Linked DNA regions of Mus musculus: all the other regions are linked to region 6. The links are chromatin contacts, called in public promoter capture Hi-C maps. All regions are on one chromosome and are shown on one strand. Each heading gives the region's core, a stretch centred on a gene start, on an enhancer-like site or on the middle of the called end of the contact. The rest is flanking DNA. Distances are from core to core; before and after follow the strand shown. Region 1 holds the start of Rapgef1 (Rap guanine nucleotide exchange factor (GEF) 1). Region 2 holds the start of Tubb4b (tubulin, beta 4B class IVB). Region 3 holds the start of Ndor1 (NADPH dependent diflavin oxidoreductase 1). Region 4 holds the start of Cercam (cerebral endothelial cell adhesion molecule). Region 5 holds the start of Odf2 (outer dense fiber of sperm tails 2). Region 6 holds the start of Brd3os (bromodomain containing 3, opposite strand). Region 7 holds the start of Wdr34 (WD repeat domain 34).

Region 1 (2,700 bases), core at 140-2,639, 2.2 Mb after region 6:
CCTTGAGCGATTCGCCAATTTTGCCTTGCTGATGCAGCTTCCACCAGAGCAGAGCAGAGCCATTCTGGCCCTGAGCAGCCATTTGTCAACTTGAAAAGGGAAATGAATTTGTCAATCTTTGGCTTGGCCTTTGACCCCTAGAGGGTTCGGACCCATGGCTCTGGAAATTTGGCTGCCGATTGTAGGCAGCCCTCAGTCACAGAATCAGGGGACTGTAGAGTATAGGGAGATGGAAATAGAAATCTTTGGTGGCATCCGTCACCCTGAACTTCTCCCTGCACATCTCTCAAGGTTTGCCCTACCACTAGCTTACATATCTAGAGGCAAAGCAGACTTCTAAGTGTTCTTAAGTTACATAGTGTGTCTCTGTGTGTGTGTATATGTGTGTGTGCAAGTCAGAGAACACTCTGCAGAAATTGGTTCTCCCTCAGCCGTGTAGGTCTAGTCAAGTTCGGCAGCAGTTGCATTTACTTGCTGAGCTATCTTGGATGGTCCCTAGCCTAGCACTCACTTTCTCTCTCTCTCTCTCTCTCTCTCTCTGTGCGCGCACACATGTGCTTGCACACTCGCTGCTGATGTGAATTCCATCTTAGCTAAAAACAGTGAGCAGGGAGCGCCCTTCCCTGTATCTCTTGTCTTGCTAAAACGTATTGCTCACTAATACTTAATGATATGATTTGACTCTCCAACCTATTCATGAGCTTGTTTGAAGGGAAGAATCCACTGGGTTAGTCATGGTAGGATATGACATCATACATAGCAAAGGTTCTTTGAATGCCTAAAATGAACTGTAAACGAACTCATTTGCATACTAGAAAAGACTGCTCTTTAAGCTGGATGTTCCCATTGGAGGGTTTCGTGAGCAAAGCAAACCAGATCTTCTGTGTCACTCCAGGTCTGGGCCTCAGCCTTGGCTTGGAGGATCGGGGCCCACATCTGGCTAAAGGTTCTGCCTTTCACTGGCCCTTGAGACTCACATAGTGTGTATGGGGGATGACGGGGTGAAGGTGGGTGGCAGTCCCAAACGTTGTTGAGCAGGCTTCTTGTGTTTTCAGTGTTGTTGAGTCTAGTTTAGGATCAATTAGAGGAGCTTTGGGCCTGAGGAGGATGCTGAACTTGGGTAACAGACACGGAAAGCTAGCCCACAACTTGAGATGGAAAACTCTGGGTTACCGGAGGCTCTGATCTTTGATGGGAGGGCATGCGGAAGTCCTGAATTGGAGCTGTCAGTCATAGGTTTGATCTCTTTCTCTGTGTCTGAGGAAAGGGGTGGGGTCTATACCGAGCTGTGGCGCGGAGGACTCCAAGCCGGTAGAGGGCGCTGCGCCTCGCGCCAGGCTTAGTTCGGCTCCGGGCCATCAGGGGGCGCTGTGGCGCGAGCGGCGCGGTGGGCTTCCGGCAGGTGGCGCCGTGGCCGCGGGGCCCAGGCCGGCGGGCGGGCGGCGGCGCGGCGCTGCGGCCGGCGGCTCGCGGCCCCGGAGCGGCGGCTGCGCGGGAGGTGGAGCGGCGGAGTGGCAGGCCCGGTGCGGGCTGGAGCGCGGGCGGCGAGCGCACGAGCCGCGGCCGCGCGGAGCCCGCCATGACGGCGCGAGTGTGAGGCGCGGCGAGCACCGGTCCAGTAGAGCGGCGGGCGCGCCGGCCTCTTATCCCGCAGCGGCCGGGCCGGGCCCTGATGAGCAGCGGCCTCGGCCTCCGGCGCAGCCCGGAAATGTCCGGCAAGATCGAGAAAGCAGGTGAGGCGGGCGGGCGGGCGGGCGGCGCGCCTCCTGGCCTCGTGCGCTAGACCCCCAGTCCGGGCCCCAGCCTGGCAGCGACGCCGCGAGGGCCATCTTTGAACCGGGCCTGCCCGGCGGCGGGGGGCCTGTGATGCTAGCAGGATTCTGGGGGAGCGAGTGGAGGTCCCTGTAGCCTTGTTCCCTGGAACATCCCACAATGGCTGGAGCCCGGGACCCTTAGGAGGCCTGGCCCCGACCGCATGCAGAAGAGCAGGCGCGCTCCAGAGGTGATCGGCAGCCCAGTTATAAAATGTGTCACTCCTAATGAGCCTCGAGTTTAACCACAAGTGTCCACTTCGGTGGCTTCAAAGGACAGCAGGCTAGGGTGTGTTGGAGCGATGTTTCAGGGAGCAGCCAAGTTGTCCTCTAATATTTCTGCCTTGCTCTGCAAGCAGGGCAAGTGGAGAGTCATTGGGGATGGGGGAATAAGGTGGATGCGATCTTGGTGCAAACCTCATCTCTTTGTGTGTTCCTGGAAATCTTGGGGAGTCGCCTCCCAGTTTTTCCCCCGCCCCCCGGCTTGCATATTCTGGGAGTTAGATACTCCCGAGAGTCAATTACTGTTGTGCATATGGGGCCCAGAGCTTAATTAGCCGTCAAGCAGGGACTCCTTTTACGGGAGGGCGGGTTCTTGGCTGGTAGGTAAGGTAGGCAGTGAGTGGTCCAGGGCCTGGGTTGGGGGTTGTCACAGTGGGGATACCCAGTTATCCTGGAAACTTAGTAGAGAAGGCAGACTTGTAAGAACCTGAAAAGGTGTTCGGCCGCACTAATTTTTGGAAGCTGCCATTTCATAGGTGGACTTGAGGATATTTGGATGTATATTAGCAGGGGACCAACCAGCAATGAATGTAACTTTTGCAGCCCTGGTTTAAACACAGGGACAAACGTTTTGGTATTCTCTTTTGAGCTATGTGTCTTCATTCTG
Region 2 (2,700 bases), core at 128-2,627, 2.2 Mb before region 6:
TGTGTAGTGCCCCTTGGCCCAGTTGTTCCCAGCCCCACTCTGACCTGTAAGAGAAAACAGTAGGTCACACTAAGTATGTGCCCAAGGGGCCAAATGACATGAGGTGACACTGAATAAAGTGTACAGACCCAAAACAATCTGCCATGTTAAAAAAAAGGGGAGAGGGGGTGCTGTGCATAATGGCACAAGCTTTTAATCCCAGCACTTGGTAGGCAGGTAGTTCTGAGTTTAAGGTCAGCCTGGTCTACAGTTAAAGAGGCCAGGCAGGGATACATAGATTGGGGATGGGGGGTGGGGGAGACCAGACGGAGATGTACAGAACACACTAGAGCTAAGACAGTAAATACTTCCAAAGGCACCCCTGCCAATGTTCAAGGAGAGTACAGGGCCCCTGCCACTAGGTCAGGTCTTCTCATACTCTCTACTAGCAACTAATCTACCCGCAGTCAGTTGGACCTTCCTCCTAAAGCTGCTTTCGGCCAAGGGATTGAGTGACTCAGAGGGCAAGAAAGTGTACACCTGGTGGCTATTAAGGAAGAACTTTAGGTCAGCCCCTTGACCTTTGAGCCTCATGGGTAGCAAGCCCGTCCACACCTCCACCACACTCACCAAAGACGAAGTTATCAGGTCTGAAGATCTGCCCGAAGGGCCCTGAACGCACCGAGTCCATGGTGCCGGGCTCCAAGTCCACGAGCACGGCGCGGGGCACATACTTGCCACCTGGTTGGGACAGGGGGACGTCAAGTGTGCTCAAACTGGAAGGGTGGTGAGGAGGATGGATGGGGTAGAGGAGCCTTACCGGTGGCTTCGTTGTAGTACACGTTGATGCGCTCCAGCTGGAGGTCGCTATCTCCGTGGTAAGTGCCAGTGGGATCAATGCCATGCTCGTCGCTGATTACCTCCCAGAACTGCAAGGGAGTCGGGCGTTAGCTGAGTCACGCCGGCCGGCCGGTGCGCTCCAAGGCAGCCCCGCCCCGGATGGGTGCGGCAGGCCCTCCCCCTCCCTCCAGTCTCAGGAGCGCCAGGGCGACGAATCCCTAAGGGCCGCGCACCGTCCGCCCCACCGACACCAGCCACCGGCGCTACGTCTCGGCCCAGCGTACGCCGGTATCCAGGACGCAATGAAGGGCGACGCTCCGGGCCGCTTCCGCCATCTTCCCCGGCTGGCTGTCCCAGTGGCGTCTGGCTCGCAGAAACCTAGCCTCCTACCTTGGCGCCAATCTGGTTGCCGCACTGCCCAGCCTGCAGGTGCACGATCTCCCTCATGGCGGCGGCGACTGCGGAACAGCTGTAGAAGAGGAGCACTTCGGGAGGAGCAGGCGCACAGAGTGCTACAACCGACGCTCTGCCAACATTTATATACCTCTTATGACCCGCCCTCGTCAGCACAGGATTGGGCTTTCAGAACGAGGCCACGAATTATCCTTGTCTGATTGGCTACATTTCCGTCAATCGAGCGGTCTGGGGCCCGCCTTCCCAACAATATACTCTCATTATTGGTCACGCTTGCCTACGGCTCCCCCTATCACAATCCCCGCCCTGGCGCCGCAGTGCTCAATCCATTGGGTGTTTCAAATGATTGATTTGCACTTCCATTGGCTGCCTCCTGGGAGCACTCCGAGAGCCTGACACTATTGGCTGCGCTGTTTTGGCGTCCTGGTAACCGCCGCAGTGCAGCGCGCGGGTGGGACGTGGAAAGCCAGCTTCCGGCTGAAAGGGAGGGGGCGACTTTTCAGAGCTTTGTGGGCTCGGGCGGCTTGGTAGGTCTGGCAGCTGCTGCGGGGAGAGAAAGGAGACGCGGGCAGGCATTGTCGATCCGGAACACACCTTGCAAGCCTCAAGCTGAGGCGAATTGAAACGCTAACAATAATAGGCTCTGGATGAGGCGCCGGGCCCTTCCGGGACGCACTGGGCAGGCGCGGGGTCCTCTGTCTCTATCTGTCTCTCTCTCTCTCCCCCCTCCCCTCTCCCCCCCCCCCTTCTCTCTTCCCCTCCCCACCCCACCCCTGGGAGGGCCATCCCTCCGCCCCTTCGGCCTCCCTAGATGTTGTGGAAACTTGCTGGCCAAGAGCCGGTTTCCTTGGAGCCTGAGTTCCAAGTGCGCACAGAGCTGCATGGAGACTACAGGGCTGGGCATGCCTGGCCATGACTGTTAGAGGGAAAAACAAACAAACAAACGTGTGCAAGTCCCTGTCCTGTAATGGAGAGCAATACATGTACATATTTCTTTTTTTTTTTTTCAGGGTCAGGTCCAAAGCACCCCTACCCCCAAAATGGTAGTGCTGACATTGTCCTAAACAGGACTTGACCAGGTAAACAAGCTTAAAAGTTTCTGTTTACCAGAAGAGCAGGTCTCTTAAAGTGATTTCTGTTCACCTTAACTTTAACCTTCCCTCCCAAGTCAGCTACCTCTCGAAGGCAAGTAGTTCTGAAACAATCCTTTTTCTCCATTTGCTCCCCCCACCTTGGCATTTTGATCCCCAATATCTTTCTGCCCACAAAATGGTCTAGTTGGTAATTTCTCTACGCCATTGCTTATGAGACAGAGTCGTCTGGCCTGTAACCTGGAATTCTGCCTTAGCCTCCAGAATGCAAGGACTACAGTTCTTAGTCTTCATGTCTGATGTGTAACTTTTTAAAGGAATATTATACAATGGGTCTGTCTCAGTCTAGCCACTTCTGGCTTTTGGAATGAACTAC
Region 3 (2,700 bases), core at 69-2,568, 2.2 Mb before region 6:
AGGCGTGCACAACCTCCCCCGGCTTTACTTTGGGTTCTTGTGCTGTGATTCTGCCCTCATCTTTTATATCCCTCTGATTACACACCCTGCTGAGTCTACCTTTTGGGCTCTCTGGAATATGCCTGATTTATTCAGCCTTGGGCCACCACCCAGCTCAAGGCACGTGTGCACCTCCTGCTTACGGGGATATATTTATTGCCTAGCATTATTCTTGCCATGTTCAGATAGGTGGTGGTCTTGCTACACTGACAGCATCACTGTGTCAATTCCATAGTCCCTATAGCTTTCATCTTAATAGGACATTTCACTGTAGCTATCCAGGATTTTTGAATGAACCTTTCTTCCTACCCCTTTTCTGTCAGCACAGTTCATGGCTGGGGAATCCTCAACTTTCTGCCCTTTACACAGGTTGCTTCTCACCACCATCTGCCCCTCCTTTTATTAATTTATTTTAGAGACAGGTTCTATGTAGCCCTGGCCAGCTCCATCTGCTCCTGCCTCCCAAGAGCTAGAATTAAAGGTGTGCTCCTTCCTTCCCAAGAGTTGTGTACGATTTCAGGACCCCCTTTACTCTCTGAACATCTGGCACTTTCCCTAGCACCAGGTGTGGTTTTAAGAGCTATTTCTCTCCTCGGATCTACAAAAAGAATCTCTCTCAAAGGCACCTCTCATACTCAACACGCGTTGAAGGGAAGCTATTTCTGTGCACGCTGGGACTCTTATACAGCAATGAAAACAGGATGAGGGTACACATTAGGCCAACCTTACCTTCATGTTGTCAGGAGGGTCTCCTTGGCCTGTGGTCGCACAAACAAATATCACCAGGGGCTCCCTAATGAGATTCGCCTCGAGGACAAGACACAAGTAGATGTAAGGTCTCTGGCAGCCTTGATCAGTGCCCTCCCTGCACCGCATCCCACCACCACCTTCACCTAGGGGAACAGAGTAAAAGTGTTTGGACACTTATTCCCACTGGCTACCAGGCTTTACTTTCTCAGGCCTCAACCTAGTGCCTCCCTTTCCCCTGAATCCGCTTGGGCCCAAAGGGCCTCACTCAAACGTCCTCCATCCGAGGGCGCGAAGTCCGGTGGAGGGTCTCCGCCGTAGCGCCCGAGCCTCACCACGGAGTAAGAGTCCAAAGCCTGCACGCGGCAACCTAGCCGCCGGCGCCGGGCCTCACGGCCCAGCCTCTCCGCCTCGTCCTGGGCTGTACCAGTCTGGCTGCCGAAAAGCACCAGGAGCTGTGGAACCTGCATTACTGCACACGCCGGCCAGAACCGCACACCTCACCAACTTCCCCCTTCCGCTGTCAACAGGAAATGACGCGTTTCAACTGCGCCAGCGGGGGGAGGGGCGGGGATAGCATCTGGACACCACGGGCTTCTGCTAGCCTCCGGTTCCGGGTCCGGGGTTGGGGTCCTCAGGGTCGCAGAGCCCCAGGGCCGGCGTCCAGGCCAGGTTGGGCTGCTTGCTGCCTCCCGTGTGCAGCGGCGGCAGCAGGCGGTCGCCAGGTCTGCGGTCGGAGACGTCACAGCCCGGTGCGGGGCACCGGTGGCCGGTGTTAAGCAGGCGCGATGTTATTCTCGCTGCGGGAGCTGGTGCAGTGGCTGGGCTTCGCCACCTTTGAGATATTCGTGCACCTGCTGGCCCTGTTGGTGTTCTCCGTACTGTTGGCACTGCGAGTGGATGGCTTGACTCCGGGCCTCTCCTGGTGGAACGTCTTTGTGCCCTTTTTCGCCGCCGACGGGCTCAGTACCTACTTCACCACCATCGTTTCCGTTCGACTCTTCCAAGATGGGGAGAAGCGACTGGCTGTGCTGCGCCTCTTCTGGGTTCTCACCGTCCTTAGCCTCAAGTTTGTCTTTGAGATGTTGCTGTGCCAGAAGCTAGTGGAGCAGACTCGAGAGCTCTGGTTCGGCCTGATCACGTCTCCGGTCTTCATTCTCCTGCAGCTGCTCATGATCCGGGCTTGTCGCGTCAACTAGCCTCTTGCAGTGGCTGGAAATGGAGCACTGCGCAGCTGGAGTTCTGGACCTCCCGGTCCTGACCCAACTTGGTGCCACACTGGTGGAGCTTTGGTCAGAAATCAGTGTTTGCTTGTGCCCAGTTTACTGTCCAGTTTTCTTTATATATAAGATCGTTTCCTCGAGCAAAGCTTAAAAGTGAAGTCTTGTTTATTAAAACTTATTTCCAGTTATTCATGCTCTGAATTGCCAGTCAATACTGAACTTTTCCAGCATTTGGAGACTGCATATAAGTAAAATATCCTGCTGGGCTCTGAGTATTTCCCATGGTGATGTGCCCCCTTTATAAATCAGCTTGTTCACTCAGCAGCACTGACCTCAGAGCATGTCCCTTCATCTGTCCAGGGCAGACTTATACGATTGATAAAGAGGGCTGGCATCCCTTTTCCTCTTTTCTGCCAAAGACTAGCCTTTTGTTCATTCCACCTCACAAAGACAAAGAGAAAGCAGACTGTTGAGAAAGGGCATGAATAGGGCCCTGTGTGGGTATCTGCCATCTGAGAAAAAATTCTGGTCTCAAGGCATTGCTTGATTTCCTGGCTCAACCGATTGCAGTTTTTTTTTTTTTTTTTTTTTTTTTTTTTTTTTTTTTTTTTTTTTTTTTTTAAAGATTTATTTATTTATTATATGTAAGTACACTGTAGCTGTCTTCAGACACTCCAGAAGAGGGCATCAG
Region 4 (2,700 bases), core at 114-2,613, 2.4 Mb after region 6:
CAAAGGAGGCTGTATCTCCTATTTTGGAAGCGGGATGGGTTGCCATCAGAGGTTCTGTGGTGACCCCTAAGTCCTACCCTCAGTCGGAGTGGGCTCTGCTTTATTATTACCATCATTATCATTATTATTTATTTGTTTAAAGACTTATTTATTTATTATATGTAAGTTCACTGTAGCTGTCTTCAGACACTCCAGAAGAGGGCGTCAGATCTTGTTACAGATGGTTGTGAGCCACCATGTGGTTGCTGGGATTTGAACTCCGGACCTTCGGAAGAGCAGTCAGGTGCTCTTACTCACTGAGCCATCTCACCAGCCCTTATTTATGTTTTAATGTTGTTCCCCTTCCCAGTCCTCCCTCCAGGATCTCCCCAATCCCACCTCCCTCCCCTTCGCCTTTAAGAGGGAGCTCAACCACCCACCCACCCGTTGTTCCCTCCTCACCCTTCTAGTATCCTCCTTCTTGGCGCATCAAGCCTCCACAGGACCAAGTGCATCCCCTCCCAAATAACTCTTCTTTCAAAAGAAAAAACAAACACATTGTGTCAAACGAAATGCTCCTCAGAGTCAATGTGATGATGTTGCTTAGGTCTTATTTGGGAAGTTAAAGATGCAATCTTTAATTTTATTGTATTAAAAAGCAATTGAAGCCGGGCGGTGGTGGCGCACGTTTTTAATCCCGCACTTGGGAGGCAGAGGCAGGTGGATTTCTGAGTTCGAGGCCAGCCTGGTCTACAAAGTGAGTTCCAGGATAGCCAGGGCTACACAGAGAAGAAACCCTGTCTCGAAACAAACAAACAAACAAACAAACAAACAAACAAAGCAATTGAAAGAAGGGCTTTGCTTTAAGGGCCGGAGCCTGCGGAGGTGATGCGAGGTCGCGGAAGTGGCCAGATCAGCTGCACTCAGTCCTCTCCCCCAAGCTTGGGCTTGCTCTCCAACTCATCGCGTCATCTGCTGGGTATGTGGAGTTACTGCCTCAGGCCGCCAGAGGGCGTCTCAGATGGAGCAGGGGGCGGGAACCTGGGCTCCTCGCGAAGACTGCAGCCTCCACGGCTGAGAGGCAGAGAGCCGGGAATCCCGGGTGTCAGTATTCCAGGAGTGAGATGAACGCCCATGGTACAAGCGGTCCACCATGGCCCACGGATCCTTCCTTCCGTGCCAACGCCTTCCGAGGTCCACACGGAGAAGGCGGACCCCAGGACGCGTCTGGAGCAGGTGCCTAACCCTGGACCTCTAGGGCCTGGGCGGAGAAGAGGACAGCGGAGCGTACAGGCGCCTAAGAGGGGCGCAGGGGCCCCAAGGCAGTAACCACGCCCCTCTAAGACCCCGCCTCCATGCCCCGCCCATCCCGCCCCCTCCCTACTGTGGTGGGAAACCCGGGGCCCTCCACAGCCACCGAGTCCCGCCATGCACGTTGCGCGGCTCCTACCTCTGCTGCTCCTGTTGGGGCAGCAGCTCCGGGCTGCCAGTGTCACAGAGCCGACGCTACCCACCGTGGTCCTTGCCATCCTGGCCCGCAATGCTGAACACTCTCTGCCCCACTACCTGGGTGCGCTGGAGCGCCTGGACTACCCCCGGGCCAGGCTGGCCCTCTGGTGAGAGATCCAGGGGTGGGTGCATATGGGCATCAAGCCCCAGGACCCAGGAAGGCTTTTGACCTGGAGGCCTCATTACTTCTGCCCAGACACAACCCGAACAAGCTCCTCCCTCCCAGACAGCCCTTCAACAGTATTCCTAGACCCCGCGGGGCAAGAATAGACCTCTGAGGCCAGGGTTCAGCCCAGGGACACTCACCCCTCCTTTGGGCTCCCTACATGTCTCGGGCGTCCCCGGCTTCCCGGGTTTCCCCTGGGTTTCAGTTAGGCCTGTCCTTTCTGACCTAGCCCTTGGGGCTCGGCAGTACATCGCAGTAAAGACCTGTGGTCTGCCTGATGTGCGGTAGAACAGACTGAACCTCTGGAATCCCCTGGGGCCCAGCATAGAAAGGATCAGTCAGACTGGAGGTTTCTAGAGAGCAGGTGGAGGGAACCCTCAGCTCCAGGCGGCATGCTCGGGTGCCCTTCTGAGTGGTACTGCTAAGCTTCTCTGGGTAGAGAGAGGGGCTGGCTGGTTCTGATAGCCAAGGGTGTGGTCTCATGGGACGCTGGGATCAGAGGTTGCAGTACCCTGTCTAAAAAAGTCAAAACAGGGAGGAGCCTGAGCAGAGGCTGGAGATAGAGTACTCCTCACAGCACACCAAAGTTGGGCTGGGGTGGAGCTGTGGCCTGGGGAGGCTGCCCACAGCCACCACACTTGGGGAGTTAGTTAGTTCCCACCCCTGTAAGACTTGACACGTAGTTCTGGGGAATTGGCTTAAAGGAACAGCATCGCCTAAAACCTGGGCTCTTGGCTAAGCCTTCCACCTCCATTACTAGAGCCCCCTCCCCAGCAGAGGGAAAGCTGTGCTCCATGGTAACAGAACTTGGATCACCACTAACACTTCTCAGGGGTTGTCGGAGCATGGTGTGAGCCTAATTACAGCTGGGGGGAGTTAGGTAAGGAGAGAAAGGCAATGACTGTTTTGTCTGATTCTGAGCTGGAAAAGGCCTGATGTGTGGAGCCATGAAGAGGGACGGAAGTGAAGGGACGTGGCAGGTGCAATCTTTAAGCTCAAGGGACTTTTCAAGTGCACTCAGGCCGAGGATGGCTCAGGGGTCAGGG
Region 5 (2,700 bases), core at 140-2,639, 2.4 Mb after region 6:
AGAAGAAGAAGAAGAAGAAGAAGAAGAAGAAGGAAGAAGAAAGAAGAAGAAGAAGAAGAAGAAGAAGAAGAAGAAGAAGAAGAAGAAGAAGAAGGAAGAAGAAAGAAGAAGGAAGAAGAAAGAAGAAGAAGAAGAAGAAGAAGAAGAAGAAGAAGAAGAAGAAGAAGAAGAAGGAAGAAGAAGGAGAAGGAGAAGGAGAAGGAGAAGGAGAAGGAGAAGGAGAAGGAGAAGGAGAAGGAGAAGGAGAAGGAGAAGGAGAAGGAGAAGAAGAAGAAGAAGAAGAAGAAAGGCTCGGCTTGCTGGTGTACTCCTATAACCCCAGCAAGCAGCAGAGATAGGCAGATTTCTGCTCAAACGCAGCAAGTTCCAGGCCAGCCAGGGTTGCACGCACAAAATGAACCGTCAAGGGTTGACGAACAAATATGACATGGTAAGACTGCCCTGCCGGCTGTGGAGGTGGGAAGGTAGTTCACGCTCCAGGGAGGAGCTGGTGGGAGCACAACTACTGTGTTGGAGTTAAGGTGTCAAGGAAATGAGGTCTACCCAGCCCGGAGGTTGTTAAAGTCTCCCAGAATCCAGGGCGGGAACGTGAGCCTCGTGACAGTCCCCCACGATTGGCTAACAGGGAAGCATAGTTGAGAAGATGGCGGCTCAGCAGAGAGAACCTCAGCAGAGCAGGTCCGTATAGAAGCGGCGTACGGTGTGCGGGAGGGCGGCAGGGGCGTGGGGAGTGCGGCCTCTTCCTTCGGTTTGGGGCGTGTGGGAGAGGGGTACAGTTTGTGGAGTGTGCACAAGTTGTCTGCACTGAGCGGCCGAGGCATAGGAATGGCTTTCCAGAAGCCCCAGCCTGTCGCTTGTACAGACGCCCTCTGCGTCCAGCTTCCTCCTGTGTTTCGAGGGGAGCGCGTTAGGGTTCAGGATTCAGGAGGACCAGGGCAAAATGGCGGAGGGGACTCGGTGGCCTGAACGGTGGGGCAAGACCAGGCCGGCTGGCGCGGGAGGCGTCGCGTGTCTCCCTGACGACGGGGCGGTGGACAGGCCTCGTGACCCAGAAGTGGGCGGAGCGTCCCCGTGTGGGGCGGGGCATCTCTGTGACGCTGGGGGCTGGGCCTAAATGGCGAAACCCGAGAGGCTCCGGGGGGGGTTTGAACTGGCCAATGGGCGAGCTGCCGACCGGTTGTCGGAAAAGGAGGCGGAAGCGGGGAGGAGCCGCCGCGGGAGCCGGACTGCATCCGCCGCGGCGTCTCCATGGCACGACCCTGGCCTCCGACTTCAACGACTTCATAAGGAGACGGTTCTGGGCGCAGCCGTGCCGCTCTTGGTGAGAGGCCACGCGGCGGGGCAGGGCGTAGAGTGCCGCGGGTTCAAGCCCCGCGCTCCCGGGGCTGGCTCGACCGGGCACCGTCCCCGAGTCTAGGCGCGCTCCTTCCTGCGTCCGAACCCGGCCCGCCCCGCTCCTCGTTGGGCGCGGGCCCTTCCTCCTCCCGCTAACGGGCGGGCCGGCCGCCTCCGTCCTCTCCGGGCCATCGGCAGCGCTCTTTCCCTCCTCTGCTGTCCTCGGGCAGGGCTGCGCCCTTCTATGGGCAGAACCCCGTCCCCTCTTGCCCGCTGGTGGGTGGCCGTGCGCCCCATCCTCCCCGGAGGCCACCCCTGCTCTCTGCGGACTGGGCCGCAGCAGTTACATGCGCTCGGGGTGGGCAGGCCTCCGGGGACCCTCCAGACCAGCTCCAGGGATGTGGGTGATCCAGGAGCGGTCTGGCTCTCCATGCCGCCCCGCCTAGGCCGCCGCTCCACCCCTTCCATCTATTGGTTCTCCCTGGTAGCTATTCTGCCGGGAACGCCCCTTCACCTAGGAGACAGTTGCCCAGGCACTGTCCCGAAGATCCCTCCAGCTCCCTGTGCGGGTTCCCGCCCCTGGGGGGCCCACTTGGGGCCTAGCAGTTCTCACCTTCTTCGCACTCCAGGCAGCCCTCAGGTTTAAACCCTAGTAGCCGTCGGCCCGCTATTCTTCCCGGGTGGGGTCTGGGCATGCTGGTCGTTGTCCTCCTTTCAGTGACGTGGCCCCTCACTGTCCTGCCGCGCCCTCCACCTGCCTCCTGGCGGCGCACTCGGCACCCCGCAGGTCGCTCAGCCTCTCCTGTCTCCCTCCCTCCCCACTTTGGCAGGACAGTTGCTGTGCGACTTGGACAGTAGAGGAGCGCCTCCCAAGTTTTCATCCAACTGCCACCCCCAAAGCTTCCACCCTCCTCCCCTCAGAGAGAGGACGTTTGATGCCCGGCCCCTGAGATTCTCATTGGCCAGCCCCTCTGGGTCCCCCTGAGCAGAGCCTGCCGACCCAATTGCCCATCTTTGCGGCTTTGATGCTTAACCATGTCTGCCTCATCCTCAGGCGGCTCCCCCAGGTACAGCCAATGTGGGGGGCGCCTTTGCAGTAGGGCAGGGAAAGGTGGTCAGGGCTCCCCAGGCCAGGCTCAATGGAAACTTTTTTTTAGTTTCCCAGGTACTGAAAGTCTGGACCCAAAACACTTGAAAGTGACTTTGAAAGGGGAGGAGTAAAGACTCCCCTCCCCCGCCTACAGCTTACTAGTAGCAAACAAGATCACTCTTAATGCTTTGAGTTCAGCTTGGCTTCAGACTCACTAGGTAGTCAAGGTTGTGCTTGAATTCCCGATTCTCCTTTCTCCACGTCCCATGTGGTGG
Region 6 (2,700 bases), core at 43-2,542:
CGGGTGTAATAGGAGTGTATGCTGAATTTTCCTGGGGCTTTAGGACAATTCAAATGAGCAGTATGTGGAATGGCGGAATTTCGCAGCTACTTTTGAAATGATGCATCCCACACCACATTAAATAAATTGAAAACAAATGTGCCCATCATCTGAGTGGGATGTCAATAATAACAGCAATAGGTCTGAGAAGGAAACTGCACAAAGAAAATAAGGACTGAAGACAAAGCTTAGCCTTAGAGCACTTGCCTAACATGCCCAAGGCCGTGGCGTCAAACTCCAGACCACAAAAGCTCCAACCCAAACATAAAATTAATCCCAGCACTGTGGGAAGCAGAGGCAGGTGGATTTCTGAGTTCGAGGCCAGCCTGGTCTACAAAGTGAGTTCCAGGGCAGCCAGGGCTATACAGAGAAACTCTGTCTCGAAAAAACAAAAAAAGAAAGAAAGAAAGAGAGAGACGGAGGGAGGGAGGGAGGGAGGGAGGGAGGGAGGGAGGGAGAGAGAGAGAGAGAGAGAGAGAGAGAGAGAGAGAGAGAGAGAGAGAGAAAGAAAGAAAGAAAGAAAGAAAGAAAGAAAGAAAGAAAGAAAGAAAGAAAGAAAGAAAGAAAGAAAGAAAACCTCAGAAACCATGTTAGGATCGAGAACTGGGAAGGTGCCTAATGCTAACTCCTAATCCCTCTTCAGCATCTCCTCCAGGTTTCCTAGCCGCTCCTCACCCTCCATGCTCCTCCTTACAATGCCCCCAAGCTCTTCTCCCCAGCTCTTAGCCCCATCTCCCTCCCAGTCCTGACTCCAGAGTGTCTTCCCCAGGCTCCTTTTCTATCCTGGCTTCTCCCTTTGTGTTTACCACCCCCTCCACTCTGCAATGCCCACTCTGCTTCCCCCAAACGCCTCTTCTTCCTCTGCCTCTTCAGGCTCCTCCTCTCAATCCTCATCCTCTCCTCCCTAGCTCTGTCTTCTCCTAGCATTCCTTTCATGCTCCCCCCTCCAGAGCCTCCCCATCTCCTAGATTCTTCCCCCACTACACACTCCCAAATTTCTCGGGATCCTCCTCTCTCTCCACTCTCTCCTTATCCTGGATCTCGCTCTGCCTCTTTCTCCGGCTCCTCCTCTCTTCAAGCTCCTCCCCTCTCCCTTTTCTCTGGATCTCCTCCTCCCCCTATTCTCTCCGCCCCCTAACCTAAGTTCTCTCCAAGCTCCCCCTCCCACTCCAGTCCTTCCCCTTTCCTTCCCCACCGCCCTCTGGACGCTCCTCCTCTCCCTCTAGGTCTTTGGCCCCGCCCACAGAATGATCGATGTGTCCGTCTGCAGGCTGGTCCTCGGTGCTCGGCTCGCCACGCCTGCGACGCTGCCATGGAGACGTAGCCGCGGCCTCCTGGCTCTGCCCGGGACCTGGATCCCTTGCGTCAGCAGGCCCACGCGTGTCCGCGAGCGCCGGTGGCAAAGTCTGCTTCGCTGGAGCATCCGGGCAAGCGGTGACTTTGCTGGCCGCTGGGGCGTAGGGCTCGCATCCTTCCTCCTTCCAGTAGCTCTCTACTCCATAGCTGAGGACCGCTTCTCTCACCAGCGGAGAGGAGACCCTGGGACCGCCAACCGTCTGTGGGTTATTAAGGGACCTGCGATTGTCCATCCGCCTCATCCTTCCGCTCAGCTCAGCTCAGCAAGCTGCATCCGTGAGTAACCTCGCTTGAACACTCTGGCCCATAGAGGCTGCTCCTGGTGGTGAGGCCCATGCTGGGCCTGTCCCCGACTCCCCTCCCCTTCCGACAGTTTCTTCCCTTTGTAGTGTCACCCTTGGTAAGAGTGGAAGACTGGCTAGAAGAAAGGACCTGAACCAACGCTTAGTCCACATCCCCATTGTGTTTTGAGCGGGGTGGACAGGCCAGCCCCTGCTGCAGACACCCTGGATACATCTCTTTGAGCTCAGCAGTATTGCAGCGGCAGTGGACACCTGATAAGCTTCCCAGGAGTGGTGTGGAGTCACTGTCAACACTAGAGCACTTTGTCTGGAATGGCTCTCACGTGGCTCCTGAATGGTCAGAGATGTGTCTTGGATTCTCCTGCCCTCCTGAGGATCTTGCCTATGGAAGGTCTAAGTTACCTACTTTCACTATTAAGTTGAACAAGGACTCCCAAACCCAACAGCCATCAAGGTTGTTGGCCAACTAGTTACAAAGCACAGCAGCCGGCTGTTCCTGGCCTAGGAGGAAAGCCAGGTGTGCAGGACGCTGGGCCTGTGGGATGAGTGGGCGAGTCCCGCTGGCAGAAAAGGCCCTGTCAGAATCCTATGCCCGCCTCCGGTACAGGGATACGTCCTTGCTCATTTGGCAACAAGAGCAGCAGAAGTTGGAGTCTGTACCACCTAGTACATACCTGAGCAGAAGCCGCAGCATGTGGTACTCCCAGTATGGAAATGAGGCCATCTTAGTTCGAGACAAAAACCAGCTTGGGGTCTCTAGGGACACTGGCCAGTCTAAGTTTTGCTCAATCATGTAATTCCAGGGAGAAGACCCTTGATGGCCATGAAGATCAAGCCGTGGTATAAAAACGCAACACCCAAGAATGTCATCCAACACTTTATTAGGGGCACAACAGGTACCTAGATGCTCCTCTCACTGCCCAAGCCCAGGAAATGCTTCCAAACAAAAGGGAAGCAAGAGAGACACACACCCCGACCCTCACCTGCTGTGAGCTGCTGCCTG
Region 7 (2,715 bases), core at 90-2,589, 2.6 Mb after region 6:
TCTCCCTTTTCCTCAAGGATTCTCCAGCCCCTTCCAACACCTCAAACAAATGTGCTGACCCCAGCTCCAGAGTCGGCCAGTGCTCACGCTTGATCTGGTCTTCTCAAATGCCACTCAACATCCATTTTTCCAACAGTTCCTCAGCCCTGCTCTGTCGGTAACATGACACACCGATGTGGCATTACAGTACATTGTCTACATACATGGCTTACTGTAATCCTTGCAACCACCGGGAAAGCAGCTATCTCCAGGTTCCCTGCTGATGAATCCCTAACACACCAGTTGGTCAGCATCAGGCCTCCGTTATCTCATTATTTGTATGTTTTTGGGTTACACTAGAAAACCATAGCAGGGCAGTGGTGAGAGAGGCCTTTAATTCCAGCAATCTCTGAGTTCAAGGCCAGCCTAGTTTCCAGAGCAAGTTTCAAGACATCCAGGGCACACAGTGAAACTCATGTCTCACAAAAACAAAAGCAAACAAACAAACAAAAGAACAACAACAAAGGAACATAGAAAACCGTTCAAGCTAGCCCTCAAGGTATCTGACCATTTCAAACACCAATAATGTCAAGTTGAAATGCCTAAAAACTGCTATTCACAAAAAAAAAAAAAAAAAAAAAAACTTCCAAAAATGGCTCAGCTGGTAAGGGCACTTAGCCAAGCATGACACCCTGAGTTGGATTCCCAGGCCCCTCGTGGTGCAAAGAAATAACAACCTTGTGTAAAGTTCTCCTCTGACCTCCACAGGCGCTGTGACACGTGCACGATCCACCATGTAAATTAACTACATGTCATTTAACGACAGCATGGGACCCCTAAGAGTTCTGTTGTCCTGGTTTGCTTTTGTTGTTGTTTGTTTTCGTTGGTTGGTTTCTTTCTCCTCAGAGACCGAAAAAAAGGCTAACGCGAAAGCATCTGTGAGTTTTTTCATTAAAACATGAAAACACGCGGACCAGTGGTGGCGCACGCCTTTCGTCCCAGCACTTGGGAGGCAGAGGCAGGCGGATCTCTGAGTTCCAGGACAGCTAGGGATGGATACTCAGAGAAACCCTGTCTCGAAAAAACAAAAACAAAAAAGCCGTGAAAACACAACGCTGCGCCAGGCCTTCCCGCCCGCGCTGCCATAGCGGGCCCGCGCCCTCACCGTCTCCCCGCGGATCCCCTGGACGCTCCTCCACTGCGAGGGCACGGACGCCACGCCCAGGGTCTCATCCTGAAGAGGCGCAGGCCGCCCTCGCCGTTCGGCGCCGCCAGCCCCGCCAGCAGCCAGGGCAGCAGCTCCAGCGCTTCCAACGCGCCGAAAAGGCCTGGGCGACGCGCACATTGCCATGGCGACGGTCCCGCCCTCTCGCGCCTGCGCCCTGGAACGTGACCTTAGCGGGTTCGCCCCCCACAAACGGAAGTCCGACGAGAGGAAGTGAAGCTGTGGGCGCCGTTTTTGAACTGGTTACAGCATCGTCTTTAAGGCCCAGAAGAAAAATAATGAAAATGTTTATCAGCCAATACAACAAAACCGCAGCGATTTGGGATTGCCCTATGCCCAGAGGCCATTTGGGGGTCCGGAACAGCTCTTCGTGGTATAAGGAAAAGAGCGGAAGTGAGGCGTGGGCTCCAGGTTCAAAGATGGCGCTGAGCGGCCGGGCGCAGAGGCAGGACCGCCGCAGGCCTAGTGGGCCATGCTGGTCCGGAGAACCGGCCGGGCTGGAAGCAGCCGACTACTCCAGAACTGTACTTTGCGCCATTTGAGTTGGCATCATTTCCAATGAATGGAATGAAATAGATCATACACAGATCGAACGTGGGATTGAATGGATGGGAGGCCTAATAATAAATTTACATAAACAATAAAATAAAATGCTTGTTAAATTAAAATTCGAGACTAACCACAGGAGAAGTTGATCTCAATGATAGATGGCCCCAGGTTCAGTCCTCAACACACACGAAATGTTAACTACAAGTTAGTGCGTGCCTATAGTGTGTCAAGCCAAGCACCCAAAGGCTTATGTTTGTTTGGGTTTTTTTGTTTGTTTCTTTTGTTTTTCGAGACAGGGTTTGTCGGTATAGCCCTGGCTGTCCTGGAACTCACTTTGTAGATCAGGCTGGCCTTGAACTCAGAAATCCGCCTGCCTCTGCCTCCCGAGTGCTGGGATTAATTAAACGCGTGCGCCACCACTGCCGGCAGAGGCTTAGAAATGAGTGTTTATCTTATTAAATCCTTAGCCTTCCGTGTGCTTGCTTGTTAGTTAGCTGGTTTGCTTTTTGAAGTGCTGGGGTTGAACCCCGGGCTTTCTGCATGCCAGCTCCTATGTTCTACCAATGAACTACCCCTATAGCTCAATTGTTATTACTCCTGTGCCTCTTACAGTCAGATATGGAATCGTCCAAAGTCACCCAGTAAGATCTTACAGGTGGCTTGCCTGATCCCCCAAACCAAGCCTGGAGCCTCTAGACAACCATCTGCTAGTTTAGGCCTCTGGGTCTATTTCCTCTTTTCTGAGACTAGGAAGCCTGCCGTGGTCCTGTTCTCAGTGCACCACCCAGGGACAGGATGCCCCTCAGCAGAGCAGCCAAGGCCAGGAAGGCCGATTAGATTAGCAGCACTGGGAGGGATAATAAAAAGCCATAGAAAAGTCTTCCTAACAAGGACTGCTTTGCAAACATCACCAAGGATTCCAAAAATCATACTCAGAGCTCAAAGATTAAGAACACTGGCTG

What was found. Promoter capture Hi-C pulls out the DNA fragments that hold promoters and counts their contacts.
Region 1: a contact with region 6 is called in a promoter capture Hi-C map of liver, with 3 times the contacts expected there. The contact joins the promoter of Rapgef1 here to the promoter of Brd3os in region 6.
Region 2: a contact with region 6 is called in a promoter capture Hi-C map of liver, with 3 times the contacts expected there. The contact joins the promoter of Tubb4b here to the promoter of Brd3os in region 6. A contact is called at or near these places in 3 of 39 promoter capture datasets (liver and pre-B cells).
Region 3: a contact with region 6 is called in a promoter capture Hi-C map of liver, with 3 times the contacts expected there. The contact joins the promoter of Ndor1 here to the promoter of Brd3os in region 6.
Region 4: a contact with region 6 is called in a promoter capture Hi-C map of liver, with 5 times the contacts expected there. The contact joins the promoter of Cercam here to the promoter of Brd3os in region 6.
Region 5: a promoter capture Hi-C map of liver shows a contact between it and region 6, with 6 times the contacts expected there. The contact joins the promoter of Odf2 here to the promoter of Brd3os in region 6. A contact is called at or near these places in 3 of 39 promoter capture datasets (hippocampal neurons, liver and pre-B cells).
Region 7: a promoter capture Hi-C map of liver shows a contact between it and region 6, with 5 times the contacts expected there. The contact joins the promoter of Wdr34 here to the promoter of Brd3os in region 6.

What each region holds. Positions count from the first base shown.
Region 1 is chr2:29,618,331-29,621,030 of GRCm38.p6, forward strand. It overlaps Rapgef1 (Rap guanine nucleotide exchange factor (GEF) 1), which reads left to right and starts at 1,390. Exons shown (of 26, transcript NM_001039087.1): 1 at 1,390-1,733. The coding sequence starts at 1,673.
Region 2 is chr2:25,223,325-25,226,024 of GRCm38.p6, forward strand. Tubb4b (tubulin, beta 4B class IVB) reads right to left here and starts at 1,378. Exons shown (of 4, transcript NM_146116.2): 1 at 1,210-1,378; 2 at 800-908; 3 at 610-720; 4 at 1-44. The coding sequence starts at 1,266.
Region 3 is chr2:25,254,096-25,256,795 of GRCm38.p6, forward strand. It overlaps Ndor1 (NADPH dependent diflavin oxidoreductase 1), which reads right to left and starts at 1,319. Exons shown (of 14, transcript NM_001082476.2): 1 at 1,122-1,319; 2 at 769-846. The coding sequence starts at 1,256. It overlaps Tmem203 (transmembrane protein 203), which reads left to right and starts at 1,344. Exons shown (of 1, transcript NM_177344.3): 1 at 1,344-2,257. The coding sequence starts at 1,575. The coding sequence ends at 1,985.
Region 4 is chr2:29,868,131-29,870,830 of GRCm38.p6, forward strand. It overlaps Cercam (cerebral endothelial cell adhesion molecule), which reads left to right and starts at 1,364. Exons shown (of 12, transcript NM_207298.2): 1 at 1,364-1,595. The coding sequence starts at 1,408. It overlaps 2600006K01Rik (a long non-coding RNA gene), which reads right to left and starts at 2,281. Exons shown (of 3, transcript XR_003954007.1): 1 at 1,430-2,281; 2 at 442-1,240; 3 at 221-265.
Region 5 is chr2:29,888,601-29,891,300 of GRCm38.p6, forward strand. It overlaps Odf2 (outer dense fiber of sperm tails 2), which reads left to right and starts at 1,390. Exons shown (of 21, transcript NM_001369060.1): 1 at 1,390-1,611; 2 at 2,166-2,402. The coding sequence starts at 2,371.
Region 6 is chr2:27,441,144-27,443,843 of GRCm38.p6, forward strand. Brd3os (bromodomain containing 3, opposite strand) reads left to right here and starts at 1,293. Exons shown (of 2, transcript NM_001360791.1): 1 at 1,293-1,671; 2 at 1,785-2,700. The coding sequence starts at 2,240. The coding sequence ends at 2,494.
Region 7 is chr2:30,047,540-30,050,254 of GRCm38.p6, forward strand. It overlaps Wdr34 (WD repeat domain 34), which reads right to left and starts at 1,340. Exons shown (of 9, transcript NM_001008498.2): 1 at 1,145-1,340. The coding sequence starts at 1,330.